Regions from separate parts of the Rattus norvegicus genome. Here region 2 is linked to region 1. A link is a contact called in public Hi-C data. All regions are on one chromosome and are shown on one strand. The core of a region is the stretch at or near the end of the contact, and the rest is flanking DNA. Distances in the headings are between cores, read along the strand shown.

What was found. Hi-C and Micro-C count contacts between places; a contact is called where the count stands out from the background.
Region 2: a contact with region 1 is called in a Hi-C map of liver, with 3 times the contacts expected there. The contact joins the promoter of Pif1 here to the promoter of Mtfmt in region 1. A contact is called at or near these places in 7 of 12 Hi-C or Micro-C datasets (the A7r5 cell line, the Rat2 cell line, Schwann cells and 3 more).

The regions. Positions count from the first base shown.
Region 1 is chr8:74,847,431-74,850,599 of GRCr8, forward strand. Mtfmt (mitochondrial methionyl-tRNA formyltransferase) reads left to right here and starts at 1,534. Exons shown (of 9, transcript NM_001009697.1): 1 at 1,534-1,745; 2 at 2,903-3,112. The coding sequence starts at 1,552.
Region 2 is chr8:75,005,225-75,008,393 of GRCr8, forward strand. Pif1 (PIF1 5'-to-3' DNA helicase) reads left to right here and starts at 1,629. Exons shown (of 12, transcript NM_001044253.1): 1 at 1,629-2,175; 2 at 2,774-2,906; 3 at 2,988-3,113. The coding sequence starts at 1,630.

The DNA.
Region 1 (3,169 bases), core at 284-2,783:
TTGGATGAGAGAAGAGCTTGATGTCACTGTGTTACTAGAGCCAGCTTCACAGGCATGGCCCACATTAAGGAACCCAACGTTACCTGCCTTGGAAACACACATCTGAACACCAATGGTCTTCAGAGGTCTCAGGCAGACAGCTCATGCCTTGTTTCTCCTATCATCTTCCTGATAGTATCCCACATGCAAGGTGTGAAGATCTAAAGAGAATCTAAGGTTCGTGGCATGACTTTGGAGAAGTAAGCAAGCCTTAGTTTCCTCGAGTGTAAGGGGGAATGCTGAGTTGCTTAGTAGCTAAGATTTCTGTCCAGGTCAAATAGTTATGATCATGACTTTGGAGCTGGAGGGACAGGACCCTTACCCCACTCCAAGTCTGGCACCTTCCAGCACTGTAGACCTTATTGGCCCACTGGGTATCAGGTCTCTTCAATTACAAGGGTTGAGATAATAGCTCCCTTGGATGGGTCATCTGAAATAATAGACATGAAATATGTAAATTGTGGTGTAATAACTGTTAGTTGTAGTGGCTGAGAAAATTATACTATGTTTATTGTATCATGATCTGACAAGATGTGAGATTTGTTCTCGAATGAGTTCTTTCTGCAGTGACCTCAGTGGCGGCAGCGTTGGTGGTGGTGCAGAGGTCAGGGTTGAGAGACCTGGGTTCAATTCCCAGCTTCAACATGGTGGCTCACAGCCATCTGATCTCCAGTTCCAACAAGCACACATGTGGTGCACATACATGTACGCAAGCAAACATTCACACATATTTACTTTAAAAGCTGTTGCAAAAGTTCAGTTCCCAGCAGGCACATGGGACACACACACACCCCGAATTCAGTTCTAAGCACACATATAGGACAAGACAGTCAGACATACACATAATTAAAAATAAATTCGTGGGACTGGAGAGATGGCTCAGCAGTTAAGAGCACTGGCTTCCCTTCCAAAGGACCCAGGTTCAATTCCCAGGCCCACGTGGCAGCTCATAACTATCTCGAGTAGTAGGGAATTTCATAGACATACATGCAAGCAAAACACCAAAAGCACATAAAACAAAAATAAATTTTAAAAATTAATTTGTAAAGGTTTTTTTTTAAGATTTATTTATTATGTATACAGTGTTCTGCCTGTATGTATGCCTGCAGGCCAGAAGAGGGCACCAGCTCTCATTACAGATGGTTGTGAGCCACCACGTGGTTGCTGGGAATTGAACTCAGGACCTCTGGAAGACCAGTCAGTGCTCTTAACCACTGAGCCATGTTTCCAGCCCAATTTGTAAAGTTTTTAAAAATAGTTTCTTTTAAAGGTTCATTTTATTTTATTCATGTGAGTGTCTCGCTTGTGTGTACGTATCTGCAGTGTTCTTTAGCTGGGCTAAATAATACACATCAAAATACACTCAAATTTCTTTCTTAGTGATTACTCAGTTGGGCCACGCCTCCAAAGCGGCAGGCCCCGCCTCGTCCTCTGCGTGTGCTTAGGCCTTTGAGCCCTATGCTCCGCCCCCTGGGCACGCATGCGCATGGTGGGCCGCTGCGGGCCGAGGTGATGCTTCTTCCGCGGCGTTGCTGGGGTCCGTGGCTGGCGGGAAGGAGGCCACGCTGTTCCTGTCAGTCACCTGCTGGGTTCAGCGGGAAGGACCGCCGAAGCTCCCGGGTCCGCGAGAAGCCACCTTGGCGGGTGCTGTTCTTCGGCACCGACCACTTTGCCCGGGAAGCCCTGCGGGCGCTGCACGCTGCCAGGTATCGAGGCGGGGTCCTATGCCGAGCCGCGGCGGCGACCCCAAGCCAGCTGGGGTCCTGGGAAGGCACCCCGTTGGATCCCGGCCCGCGGAGCTCCTGTGGCTCCTGCAGCACCTGCGAGCAGACCCTCCATCCCCCTGCGCCTGGGAACCAGTACTTGGCGAGGCCCGGCCAGTGCCCAGGGCCGTGGGCGGAGCCGGTTAGCTGTAATGGGCTGTGACTCCAAAGTTCGTCCCTTCCAGTTGTTGCTGCGGCTGCTCAGCCCTCCTGTTGGTGGCCTCCAGTTAGGCCTGAACAGCCTCTAACGAACCGTTTTCAACAGTTTCGTATACATCTAATATTTATGTGACTTAACACACTTTGGCTACTAGGGAGAAAGTCCTGGAAGTCTGCTATCTCTACCACCTCACTTCCCTCCCAGCCTAAGGTTATTTGGTTATTTATCGGTCCCTTGTTTCCTGGCATGTCCCCTTCCCTGGTTCTCTCACCTCCATCCCTGCCTTCCTACAGATACCTCTCTCTTTTTTTTTTTTTTTTTTTCTTTTTTCTTTTTTTCGGAGCTGGGGACCGAACCCAGGGCCTTGCTCTTGCTAGTCAAGCGCTCTACCACTGAGCTAAATCCCCAACCCCCAGATACTTCTCTTTTTAAAGAAAATTTTTATTTTTAAATTTTGTTTGTATGTGTGTGCCTCTGAGCATGTGTCTGTGGAGGCCGAAAGAGGGGAATCAGATTCCCTGGAGCCGGAGTTACAGGCAACTGTGAACTACACACTCTTGATGCTATAAGGAGAGAACTGACTCCTCAAAGTTTTCCTCTCATTTCCACACACATACGGTAGCACACGCCTGCACCACGTACACAGTAATAATAAAAGATAAAATTTGATTTTTTGTATTAAATGTAAAACTCTATTTGTTGGTTGCAAAAGTCTTAATTATGGGGGTTGGGGATTTAGCTCAGTGGTAGAGCGCTTGCCTAGCAAGCGCAAGGCCCTGGGTTCGGTCCCCAGCTCCGGGGGGGGGGTCTTAATTATTTTAGCTCTAAGTTAGTTTAGCCATGGGTTTAATCATAAAAATAGCTTTGCTGTGCATGAAGTAGTTTAGCTTTGAGCTGTTGCCCTGACATGATTTTTTTTCCCCCAATCTTTCTAATTCAGAGACAACAAAGAGGAAAAGTTAATTGAGAAACTGGAGGTTGTCACGGTGCCTTCGATATCCCCTAAAGGACTACCTGTGAAGCAATATGCTATACAGTCTCAGCTCCCGGTATATGAGTGGCCCGACATGGGATCCGGAGAATATGACGTTGGGGTAGTGGCTTCCTTTGGCCGACTTTTGAGTGAGGCTCTTATTCTTAAATTTCCCTAGTAAGTTTTATTTATAAGGAAATACAGTGTAGAGATCATGTCTTTTATGAATGGGTC
Region 2 (3,169 bases), core at 379-2,878, 160 kb after region 1:
ATGTCATAGAGGGAGGAGGGGGAGAAGGAAGGAAGGAAGGAAGGAAGGAAGGAAGGAAGAAAGAAAGAAAGAAAGAAAGAAAGAAGAGGATTTAGTCTGTAGTGGCTATCATTATCTGTAAAATGAGGTGACTCGACCCACCCAGAAGATCCCTTCCAGCTATGTAATTTCAAACTTCAGTGAAGGAAAAATAATAATTAAAAATAAGTTTCCAAAGCTGGATCTTGTCAGGTGCCTGTAGTCACAGCTATTTAGGAGGCTGAAGGAGGATCCCTTAAGGCCAGGAATTTAAGACCAGCCTACACAAGGTAACAAGGCCCCAGCTGAAAAAAAATACATTCTCTGCGCAATCAAAGCAACAAGAGGAGTAAGAATTCCCTGAGAACAAGGACTCACTGGCTTCCTTTATAACAACTGGACATCTGACACTGGTCTCAGCACGGTAAAAGAGACAAATGTATAGAATAATTCTTAGGGGGGCAGAGAAGGGGAAAAATAAATAAATAAGGGAACAGGGAAGCGGACATGGCTGGCCCAGGGAATGACCTGAACAGGAGACAATGGTTCTGTGGGTGGGAACAGGGTGTGCAAAGGACTAGGTAGTTTCTCCCCAAGGCTAAGCACAGCCAGGTGGCGGTGGTGGGTGTGAGAAAAGCAGGCCGTGTAAATAAAACGGTTCTCAAATCTTCAGAACCGCCTCGGCGACAGTACACCATGAGCCTTGGAACCGCAGCCCCTTCCCTACCCCGCCACGCCCACACGTGGAACTCTAAAACGCACGCTCCCCCAACACAAAAAGGCTGGTTCTGGTTAACTGTTGGAACGCCGAAGAAACGCCCGCCCCTGGACACGCCCCCGCTCCTGTCCCTGATTGGCTAGAGAATTTAAAGACCAGGCCGGTGATTGGGTAATTTTTTTATTCCTAGTATTTGAAAGTTCTTAGTGCCTTGGCTTTGCTGCCGGCCGGTTCAGATCTGCCTTTTCATCCGAAAGCAACCAGTGAGTCTGTCGGATCCTTGAGGTGGGAGGCAAAGAACGTGACTATTTTAGTGATCCTCGCTGGGAGAGGTACTGATTCGTGGGTCAGACGGAGGGACAATGGATTCCTGGGCCCGGAGGTTCCATACATTCCCTAAGAATTCACCCTTTCCAAAGCACTGGAATCACACTGACCCTGATACCTACTAATTGGTTTATGAAGGGGGTGTGCCTGTCTCAGCCTGTTTTCACCTCCAGCCAGTCTCCTTCCCATCGCCCAACGTGTGGTTATTGTTCTGCTTCCTGGGTAGAAGTCCCTGATGAGTCCGGTGTTGGCCTGGGTGGGTCTTTTTTTTTTTTTTTCTGTTCAGGAACACCTTTCTAATGTGGCCATTGCAGGACAGTTGCTCGTCAGTCCTAAGTGCAGTTAATGCCACCTTCCACCTCTCCGAGAGCTACAGCAGAGGACGTTTCTCCTCGCTCTAGAGTGCTTGGAATATCTTGGTGGCACCTCCTGTTACCAGTGACAACCTGCTTGACCCTAAGTGATCTGGACAGGATTTTCTGTCACGGCAGCCATACTGCCTATTACACCCCGATTTTCTGTGACTTGTGTGCTTCGGTCCCTGAACGCCTGCAGAGGCATTGGAGATGCCTTCTAGCACTGAGGTGGCGACCGATGAATGTGATGACACCGAGCTGCGGTGCCGGGTAGCCGTAGAGGAGCTGAGTCCTGGAGGGCAACCTCGCAAGCGCCAGGCTCTGCGCGCCGCAGAGCTGAGCCTAGGTCGGAATGAACGCCGCGAGTTGATGCTGCGACTGCAGGCACCCGGACCCGAAGGGCGGCCACGCTGTTTCCCACTGCGCGCCGTGCGCCTCTTCACCCGCTTCGCCGCAGTTGGGCGCAGCACTTTGCGACTCCCGGCCGATGGCGTGCCCCGGGCTGGCTCAGTGCAACTGCTGCTCTCTGACTGTCCCCCGGAGCGCTTGCGCCGCTTCCTGCGCACCCTGCGCCTGAAGCTGGCGGTCGCCCCTGGGCCGGGACCCGCCTCTGCCCGTGCGCAATTGCTCGGTCCGCGGCCCCGAGACTTTGTCACGATCAGTCCAGTGCAGCCGGAGGAACTGCGCCGTGCTGCGGCCACCAAGGCTCCAGACTCAGCGCTGGAAAAGCGGCCAATGGAATCCCAGCCTAGTATGGTGAGGACCAGAAAGGGAGTGGAGAGCTTTTATTGAGGATCAAGGAAACCCAGGAGGTCCGAGGTTGGGGGAAGATAGTCAGCAGTATTAAGGAGACAGCTGGTGATCTGAAATGCCCATCATTTGAGAACGGTGATGATGAGCTGTAAATCACCCATGCTTCCCCTCCAGTAATTCTTTAGATAAGCTGAGAACAGGAAAATAGCATCCAGGCCATATCCAAAGAGATAGTGGCAGAGAAGACCAGGCAAGGAAACTTAGGAAGGAAGAAAGAGTATTAGAGTCCCAGAAGAGAGGAGCTTTTGGAACGGAGCGGGTCAGGAACAGGCAATAATCCAATCACCTGAGGAGAAAACCCGTCAGGAGAGTCTGACAAAGCTTTTAGATGCAATCAGGTGTGGTCGCCAGTCTAAGACGCCTGGCATTGAACGGGTGAAAAGCCAGAAGTGGAGGCTAGTATCCGTTGGGACTGTCTTCAGATGACCCAGACCTGCTCAAAGTTCCAAGTGAAGCCTAGAACAAAGCAAAGGGCTGTTTTGCAATGCATACAGACCAAGCAACATGGCAGGAGGTTCTGACACAGCCCTGTTCCTCCCAGGAAGCTCCAAGGTGGCCCCTGCCTGTGAAGAAGCTACGCATGCCCTCCAGCAAACCGAAGCTTTCCGAAGAGCAGGCCGCTGTGCTGCGGATGGTTCTGAAAGGCCAGAGCATATTCTTTACCGGGAGTGCAGGTAATAGAGAAAGAATGGCGTGGTGGGTAGCTCTAGGGTGGCACCGGGGAGCAGGCAGCTCTGACTTTGTCTACCCACCAGGGACAGGGAAGTCCTACCTGCTGAAACATATCCTGGGTTCCCTGCCTCCTACTGGCACTGTGGCCACTGCCAGCACTGGGGTGGCAGCCTGCCACATTGGGGGCACCACCCTTCATGCCTTTGCAGGTAAGTGTGAACCCCTGGGCTTGGGTTAAGAGCACGCCAGACTTGTGGAAGGAGAG